Linked DNA regions of Zea mays: regions 1 and 3 are each linked to region 2. Evidence: chromatin contacts called from public Hi-C and HiChIP or PLAC-seq data. All regions are on one chromosome and are shown on one strand. The core of a region is the stretch at or near the end of the contact, and the rest is flanking DNA. Distances in the headings are between cores, read along the strand shown. Region 1 holds the start of LOC100191345. Region 2 holds the start of LOC100193245 (Heparan-alpha-glucosaminide N-acetyltransferase). Region 3 holds the start of LOC100193437 (Importin subunit alpha).

Region 1 (3,006 bases), core at 319-2,818, 410 kb after region 2:
AACATATTCAGCTTCGGCAGCAGGTGCACCTTCGTCAGCAGCTACCTCTGTCACAACCATTCCCGATTGTTTCATCACTTCAGAGATCGGGGCAGTCTATGTGGCTTCGGCCTTCTCTCCGTCACGAGTCACCCTAGCAGTTGAACGAACTCTGGCCATCAGGTGCTGAATTCCTTGCAGTTCTTACGAATGTTGATGATTTTTATGGTTGTGACGAAGCTCTCTCTTATGACGAAGCTAGATCAAAACGATGCTTTCCTTGAGAATGCAATGAGAAAGCTTCGGCTATGGTTAAATTTTTCAGCAGCACAACAGTACAATGACAATGAATGCTGTGGTAACTTCACACATACCCGTCTGTTTATATAGTGCTGCAGGTGTGAAGGTGAATCGTCAAGTCGCCCGTACCCGCTCAACAGTCACTCGCACTCACTGAACGGTGGACCACGGTGCGTGCGAGATGAATCGGCAGATCGTGCATACCCGCTGCATGGTGGGACCACCCCGCGCTCAGATTATTTTAATCGTTTCTCGGTAACGAGCTCAGGGAAGGTGTTTTTCAGACCTTCGGCATTCCGAAGCCTAGGACAATTTTTCACGGATCAAGCTCGTTACGAAAAACGATCTAGCACCACGAAGGGCTACTGTTGGGGGTCTGCTTCGTAGCCGAAGGTCCTGTAAGAAGAAACACCTTCGGAAGATCAGCACGGAAATAACGCCGAAGCTACCTTACAGGGAACTTCGGCATAACGACATGTCTAAGACGAAGGGTTGCACCGACTTAAAGATGAAAAGACAGATTGACTCATGATAGTTTGTGTCATGATTGTAATCTTTTTGTAAAGGGTATAAATGTAATTTCACACAGGCTGCGCCCTGTGCCTATAAATAGATAACACTACCCCCGTACTGTAGACGCTGATTTGTACTCGCTCGTGCATCACACTTGTTCTTTCTCCTTCTGTTAAGCCGAAGGTACAAATGTAATTTTATATTATTTCTATTTATCCATGACAATATAATAAAAGATGAGTTAGTAATATTATATGATTATTCATATTGTTTCTTATATTTTACATGCTTCTTCTTTCATTATCATATACTGAGAAGGTATGTCTTTCATGACCTTCGTGTGAAGATCATTATATGCTAAGGGAAATAGTGCTTCAAAGGACGAAGAGCTTTTACCTTTAACATTTTGTATTGCCTTAATCTTAATTCATAGCATTTAAGAACAAGTCCCCAACAATTACGATACTTATTGATTATAAAAAGAATAAGCATATTGGAGATAAAAACCCGCGGGTAACCCGTGTGTACCCGCAAACCCAATGGGTTTGAGTTTGGGTAAAATTTCAAAATCGTCACATGTATAGGTTTTTTAATGAGTGAGGTTTGGGATAGCAAAATTCGGCGGGTTTGTACCCGTTGTCATCTCTACCCGAACCGAACCGTATAAAGACGGTCACGCACTGTATAAAGACGGTCGGATTGGACTCGTACCGGATTAAAAAACGTGCTTCAGCTGGGCTTTCGGGGTTACATCAATATTTCTCTTCCTCCACTTCCCATCCTGTTCGTGACTCGTGATTTCGCCGCCGGAAAGCCGAGGGAGAGGGAGCGAGATGGGGTTCGTCGGCGACACGATGGAGTCAATCCGCTCCATGCAGATCCGCCAATTGCTCACGCAGATCATCAGCCTCGGTGACGCTCTCTGCCGCACCCTCCTCTTCTTTCCCCCCTGCTTGTTTTTTTTTTCTCCTCGAGATCTTTGTAGTGCGTTTGGAGCCCTATAATTCTTGGGTTTGTGGTGAGGCCTTTGCCATGCGAGTCTACTACGATTTTAATTAGCGGGACAAGTCTTTTTTCCATTTCCAGTGGTTTTTGCCGTAAGATCGGTGGAGACTGCTCCTGATTCTTCATCTGGTTCTATGATCTGAACTCTTTAGCTACCCCCCTTAAGAATCATAAAAATGCGTAGATGAGAACAGTAGTCGAATTGGGTGTGACAGCTTTAGAGAACTGGATTTTGTTTTTTTTTCTTCTTCTCCTCTTTTATTATCTGGAGCGTTTATAATGATGCTTATGCACTGAAGAAGTGATTAAGTTTCTTGTGGGTTACTCTAGACTCCAGTTGTCGCTAATAGCAATTCAGGTTTGTACACTGGGACTTTCCTGCGGTTTGATATTTGACTGTTAATTTGCAACATGAGTCTCATGAGGAGGGTTTTAACTTTCGAATTTTTCTCTTTGCAGGTATGATTGTTACCTCTGCATTAATCATATGGAAGGGGTTGATAGTTTTCACAGGGAGCGAGTCACCAGTTGTAGTGGTTCTCTCTGGTAGCATGGAACCTGGATTTAAAAGGGTTTGTTTACTCCCTACATTGCTACATGCAAATTACCTTTGATGTTGTATGCTTTTTTATGATATTTATACGTTTGATGTTGACATCATCAACTGTTTAGCACAAAGGAACATTTCCATTTTTTATATGAATGCTTCTCACTTTGCTTTAAGTTTGTATACGTCGAATGTCAGCATAGTTTCATTGTTCTTATTACCAGATTTTTCCTTTTAAGTTAGTATACTTTACAAAAATATCACATTCCTGTCCCAGTTGTCACAAAATAACCACTTCTAGTGCCGATTTCATAAAACTACCAAAACTTTGGGTTCCCTTCTCACAAACTTGCAACATTGTGCCCTGAGAACCTGGACCCACTTGCCAGCATCACATAGTGCAGAAAAAAAGAATGGCCCCAATCTGTTGCAATATATGATGCTGTCCAGTGGGCTCAGGTGCTCAAAACATTTTTGGGGCAATACACTGTTCACAGAGTAAAGTTTGAAATAAGGAACGATATAGGGGATAGGCTAGGTAAGCTGCTGGAGATAGCCTTATAAGGGTACCTTAAGTGTTATAGTTTTGTGAAATGGGCACCAGAAATGGTAGCTTTTTGATGATTATGAGAACAATGTAGTAATTTTATGAAATTAACATT
Region 2 (2,799 bases), core at 294-2,793:
AATAGTAACTTGAAGCTATCCTCCCAGGTTCCATACAACTCTCTAAGGGCCTTCTCTTTACCTTTCCACACTGTATCATAAGAAATTGTGCAATTGTGTTGCTCTTGCAAGGCAGTTTGCAATTCTTTTGCTCCCATATGTGGTTTCTTCGTTAGGATTGGAAGTGCTAGGGATGCAACCCATGAGCTCGTGGGTGTTGTTGTTTTTCGACGACCACTTGATGTGCATGTGTGCTGATCCATGATTACTGTAACCTCACACAGAAAGGAAACATTCTGAGCTTCCTAATTTCATCCACTATCGAGAGTACAATAAATATGTGATAAAACATTACTCACCACTACTGTGGGAGACCCGGCATTCTGTAGCCTTGCATTGATTCTCCATGGACAATCACCTCCTTTGCAGTAAGCTCTATATCTGAAAGGTGAGCTTGACTCAATTCCTAACTCGAACTCATTACTGATCGCATACTGCCTCATAGCCAGCCTGAATTCTTTCATATCCTTGTACAAACTACCAATCTTCATTATTGGATTTGATCTGTTGCAAACAAATACCCTTTCTTGTGGTATGCAATCATTGCAGGGCAAAGCAGCAGTTTCATCATCTATTTCATCGCTTCCGCGGACACCAAACGATCTACTAGTAAAAGCATCTTGCCTTTCAGTAGTTTCACGTTCATCTTCTGCTAGCAATCCTAACCGATCATAAAGCACTGACTCTGAGGCAGTCTGTTGTTCTCCTTCTTCTTCCCATCTATCATCAATCTGTATTGCCCCCCAATCAATTTCTAATACCTGAAACCAAAGGATAATACACCTATGAAGTACTAGGCGCAGGTACTAAACACAATTAACTGTTGTATACTGTAAATTGAATCAAACCTCCATTGTATGTTGCTCCCTAAAAAGAAAATTTAGGGGATCCGACAAATCCGAGGTCCTGACCGGTGCATCCACTCTTTCCACCGGAGAACCAGTGGGAAGGCAAGGAAGGGGCGCCTCCGAGCTCATAACCGGTAAAACTTGAGTTGAATCCGGGGAGTAGGCGGAGTTTTCTACCTCCATGCAGCCGGGGCAACGGAACCAGTACGCAGACGGTTGCGCGGGATGCAGAGGGCGGCTCGGGCGATTCTCTTTCTTCAGACGGGGGCGCGGGCACCAGCACCTTGCTCAAACGGCGCGGGCACGAGCTCCTTGCTCACGCGGGTTGCAGAGGGCGGACATTGCAGACGGCGGCGCAGAGTCTCCGGCACTCGTCTCCGGCGGCGCGGGCGAGTCTGAAGAGCGGATGAGTGTGCAGTCAGCAAGGAGACTCTGCGCCGTAGGGGTACTTTAGTCCACGGCTGTACACAAGCGCAACAAAACGGACGATTACAGATGACGGGACATTAACAGTACCTAAATGGCGTGAGTGTTCCGTCCATAATACCAAACTGGCGAAGCACGGCTGCGGAGTTACAAAGTGGCGAAGCCGCGCGACGATAGTGTTACAAATTCAAATAACTCCACAATTGCCCGTATTGTTTAACACTATCCCGCACGGTGCGAGAACATCCAAAAATGGACGCCACCGTCGTCGCCATCGCCGACGACCATGATGACTCCGACTGCCGCCGCCCCCTGCTCGCCCAGAACGAAGAGATCCACCTCTACACAGAGCCCCCTAACCGTCAACATCCTCCACTGGATGCTGCGGCGACGCAGCTCGAGGAGCAGCGGAAGCCGGAGAGAGTGGCCTCTCTGGACGTGTTCCGCGGCTTCACCGTTGCCGTGAGTGGAAACTCGATCATGCTAGTTTTTTGCTCGGATGCTCCAAAATTCAGGCGTGGACTCTGGTTGCGTGCGTAGATGATGATACTCGTGGACGACGCCGGCGGGGCGTGGCCGGGCATCAACCACGCGCCGTGGTTCGGGGTTACGGTGGCGGACTTCGTCATGCCTGCCTTCCTCTTCATCATCGGCGTCTCCGCCGCACTCGTATTCAAGGTAGTAAGCTGAATTACTGATAACTGCTCACTTCTGCAGAACTCTGTTAATAAGCATAGCATGAATGAAGCAACCAATCTGTATAGAATGTTGAATCTTTGGATTTATTATCCTGAATTTGTTGAGCTATTCAATTGCCCCTTAAATGGAAGGGGAAATTTCAGAGGGCCTGTGGAGCTCTGCGACTGCCAAATGAAGTCAACACTTTTTCTGAGTATAAGACTAGAGACTTGAAGACATATCCTGCTTTCCAGGGCAATGGATTATTGAAAACATCCTTGGTCAAATCTGTTGATTTTGGCTACGCCATCAACTTAAAATACTGTAAACCATTTCATTTGCTGCTCCTATGCCAAAAACAATAATATGGTTACCATTGAAAAGATGCGAGGCATGGCCACTAGATATAAGGGGGATGCTAGTTCTACTTTGTAGATGAAGAAGTATGATGTAGGAGTAGATTTGACATTACACTTTAGTTGCTGAGAACAAACATTGCTCTCTACATCTTTTGTGCTCTGTCCCTCAGAAGACAGTTTGTTTGTATATCTTCCTTGGATGGTTGGTACTTACTGCACAATCTAATCGTTTATTACTATTAAAATAACCTCTGACAGTTGCAGATGTTCGACTGCAGAAAATGGCAAACAAGACAGCTGCAACTAAGAAGGCTGCAATTCGGGCTTCAAAACTTTTCATATTGGGTGTGATTTTGCAAGGTTATACTTATTGCTAGCTCTTTGCCAAGTAGCTCTCATCAACCCATTTTGTGGGATTACTATCAGGTTGGAGTTTATCGTTATGTTCT
Region 3 (2,700 bases), core at 12-2,511, 300 kb before region 2:
GCTTCTATCTACGATGTACAAGAATATGAAAAGAGGTACGCAGACTCTCCATGACCTTTTTAAGACAATAAAACAATGTATAACACACACACTCATGCGCAAACACACACATAGTCTGCATGACCTTTTTAAGACAATAAAACAATGTATAACACACACACGCATGCGCAAACACACACATGGATGCAATGATAATTGCCCCAGCTGCAAGCAGAACACTACTGGAAAAAATGGAATAGTGGTTCATGAAATCAAATGCTTTCAGGAGTATAACTTTTATCCGAACTTTTGGGCATACATGGTCATACGCACGTTGCAGAGGCCATAGGATAGGGTTTGTTTTTTTCTGAGGAGACAGTAAATTAAGTAATCAGAAAATGAGAGGGTGCAACGACTAATTTTGATAGCTCGCAATCCACAAGTCAAGTCCTGTATACGACAATTACCTGAAACAGCTACAACTGACCATCAGAAAATGAGAGGGTGCAACGACTAATTTTGATAGCTCGCAATCCACAAGTCAAGTCCTGTATACGACAATTACCTGAAACAGCTACAACTGACCATACCCTCACGTTTGGGTATGGCCTAATACCTCGAGCATGGCCCAAATCTCAACCCCTAAACTCTATCCATCCGGAATGCTAACTGCACATAAGATCCCAATCTCACCTATAGAAAGCAGCTTCCTGAACTGTGTGGTGGCCTCAAGCTGCACGGAGGGGTCGTTGGAGTGGACGGCCTGCACCATCGCCGGCAAGCCATCGAGCTGCATAAACCGACAACAAGAAAATCAGATCCGAACCCGGCAGATCGAGTGCCACCCCGTCACCCATACCCTAACGCAGAGAGCGGATCAGATCGGGGCCAGGAAGAGCGAGGGAGGGGGGCACCGCACCTTCTGCTGGAGCGCGGTGGAGTGGCCCATCGGCGGCACACCGGCGGCGGAGGCGGGAAACCCATCGCGGCGCTTCTTCTGGAGGCTTTCCTCGCGCTTGGCCTTGCGGATGTCCACCATCTGGCCCTCGCGGCGGCGGCGGCTCTCCTCCGCGTCTACCGTCTGCTTGTAGTTGCCCTTCCGCATCTGCTCCCGCTCGCTCGGCCGGAGCGACATCGCGGCGAAACCCTAGGAGGACCCGGCGGCGGCGCGCAGTGTGTGGGGACTGGGAGGAGCGGGGGTGCAGTCGAGTCGCTCGCGCAGCCACGCACGCACGGCAAGACCGACCCGTCGGACCCGATTCGATTTCGAATTGGGGAACGGAAGGGAGATACGAGTGAGTTGGAGGTGGAGGTTTATAAAGGCAGCATCGCTACCTGGGGCACAGAGGACGCGGAGAAAAAATGGCAACGAGGGTTGCTGCGTGTGCGAACGTCCGTAGAGAGCTGTCAAAAAACTCAAACTAGCTCTTAGGATTTAGATTCTCCTTTTCTTAGTCCTCCAATCTTAATATGATTGGTATAATCTTTTGATTGTTCCTGTAATCTTAAGTGCTCTCCCAATTTGTTACCATATTTGGATAGAGGTTTTAGCTATATGTTCTGTAATCAACACCAGGAATCAATCAAGGACAATACCACCCAAAATCCCTTTGTCTTTCCTTGTATCAACCTATCGATTTTTTTTGTTCACTTGTTTTTGACACTTTGAAGAAATAAAAAACAAGACAACACAAATGAATCAACCATTTCTTCACCATTTAATTAATTTTTTAAAGAGATTAATTAAAGGACGAAGGTTATAAAGACAAACAAAAGATGAAGAAATACAAGCGTAGAGATGTAATAAATAATTCGTTACAGATATATTACTCTTCTTCATCTTTTTATAAACATAGATGATTACAATTATAACTTCAGCCTTACAAAAAGGAGTTTGAAGGCAGTAAAAACACCTTTGAATATAGAGCGGTTTCAGAATACCTCGTTCTATTGTGTCCCTAATGCATGGTACTGCTCCTATATTTATAGTAGTAAGGTATAACTTTGTATGAAATTACAAGTATACCCATAAGCCCTATTTACATGATCTATGACATTCGTGGGGGCATAGATGTCTTTTCTTGCATCTGTTGCGTTGGTCGGGCTTTTGGAACCTTTTCTTCTTCGCTTGCTTCGTATATTGATGACACCAAGACGAAGTCTCTCTATTCGGCTTCGTTCGTATGTTATCCCTTCGAAAGTAAAGCTTCAATGCTTTGCCTCCAATTTAGCTCTCAACTTGGACAAAGGTTAGCTTCATCATTCCTTGGGTAGCACCTAAAACAATGTTTTAGCATATAAATATGTAATGTAGCACTTAAGGACATTCGGCAATAGAGGCCCCAACACTGATCCTACACCTTTCGCTCCTAGCTCCACCCATGGCTGACAGTAGCGCTGCTCCTGCGGCCGATGTCAACGTCGTCGAGTTGCACGCTGCTATCCTCCACTGCCGTGTGCAGGAAGATGATGATGACGCACGTCATCATGCATCAGATGCGGCCACCACTGTCCAGGCCAATTGGGACGCAACCACTCGCCATCGACTTCAGAACGATGTTGTTCCCTCTATTGCCATGCCACTCTGCACCCTAACCTTGGCTCCAATCATAGCCTGGTATGTGCTGACTAGACATCGCCTCGCCATATGCAGCCTCATACAAAAGAACAATGCAATCTTACATACAAACATCCATATAAACAGAACCTAGCAAACATTTC

What was found. A called contact is a pair of places that touch in the nucleus more often than the background predicts. HiChIP or PLAC-seq counts read pairs in DNA pulled down with a chosen protein or histone mark.
Region 1: a Hi-C map of tassel shows a contact between it and region 2, with 2.7 times the contacts expected there. The contact joins the promoter of LOC100191345 here to the promoter of LOC100193245 in region 2. A contact is called at or near these places in 2 of 25 Hi-C or Micro-C datasets (ear and tassel).
Region 3: an H3K4me3 HiChIP or PLAC-seq map of leaf shows a contact between it and region 2, with 9 times the contacts expected there. The contact joins the promoter of LOC100193437 here to the promoter of LOC100193245 in region 2. A contact is called at or near these places in 3 of 25 Hi-C or Micro-C datasets (bundle sheath, ear and tassel) and 1 of 3 datasets of contacts at active chromatin or transcription factors (leaf).

What each region holds. Positions count from the first base shown.
Region 1 is chr8:85,846,898-85,849,903 of Zm-B73-REFERENCE-NAM-5.0, forward strand. LOC100191345 reads left to right here and starts at 1,569. Exons shown (of 8, transcript NM_001136779.1): 1 at 1,569-1,704; 2 at 2,257-2,369. The coding sequence starts at 1,626.
Region 2 is chr8:85,437,927-85,440,725 of Zm-B73-REFERENCE-NAM-5.0, forward strand. LOC100193245 (Heparan-alpha-glucosaminide N-acetyltransferase) reads left to right here and starts at 1,544. Exons shown (of 13, transcript NM_001138395.1): 1 at 1,544-1,775; 2 at 1,854-1,991; 3 at 2,629-2,710. The coding sequence starts at 1,566.
Region 3 is chr8:85,136,324-85,139,023 of Zm-B73-REFERENCE-NAM-5.0, forward strand. LOC100193437 (Importin subunit alpha) reads right to left here and starts at 1,262. Exons shown (of 11, transcript NM_001349834.1): 1 at 899-1,262; 2 at 673-769. The coding sequence starts at 1,114.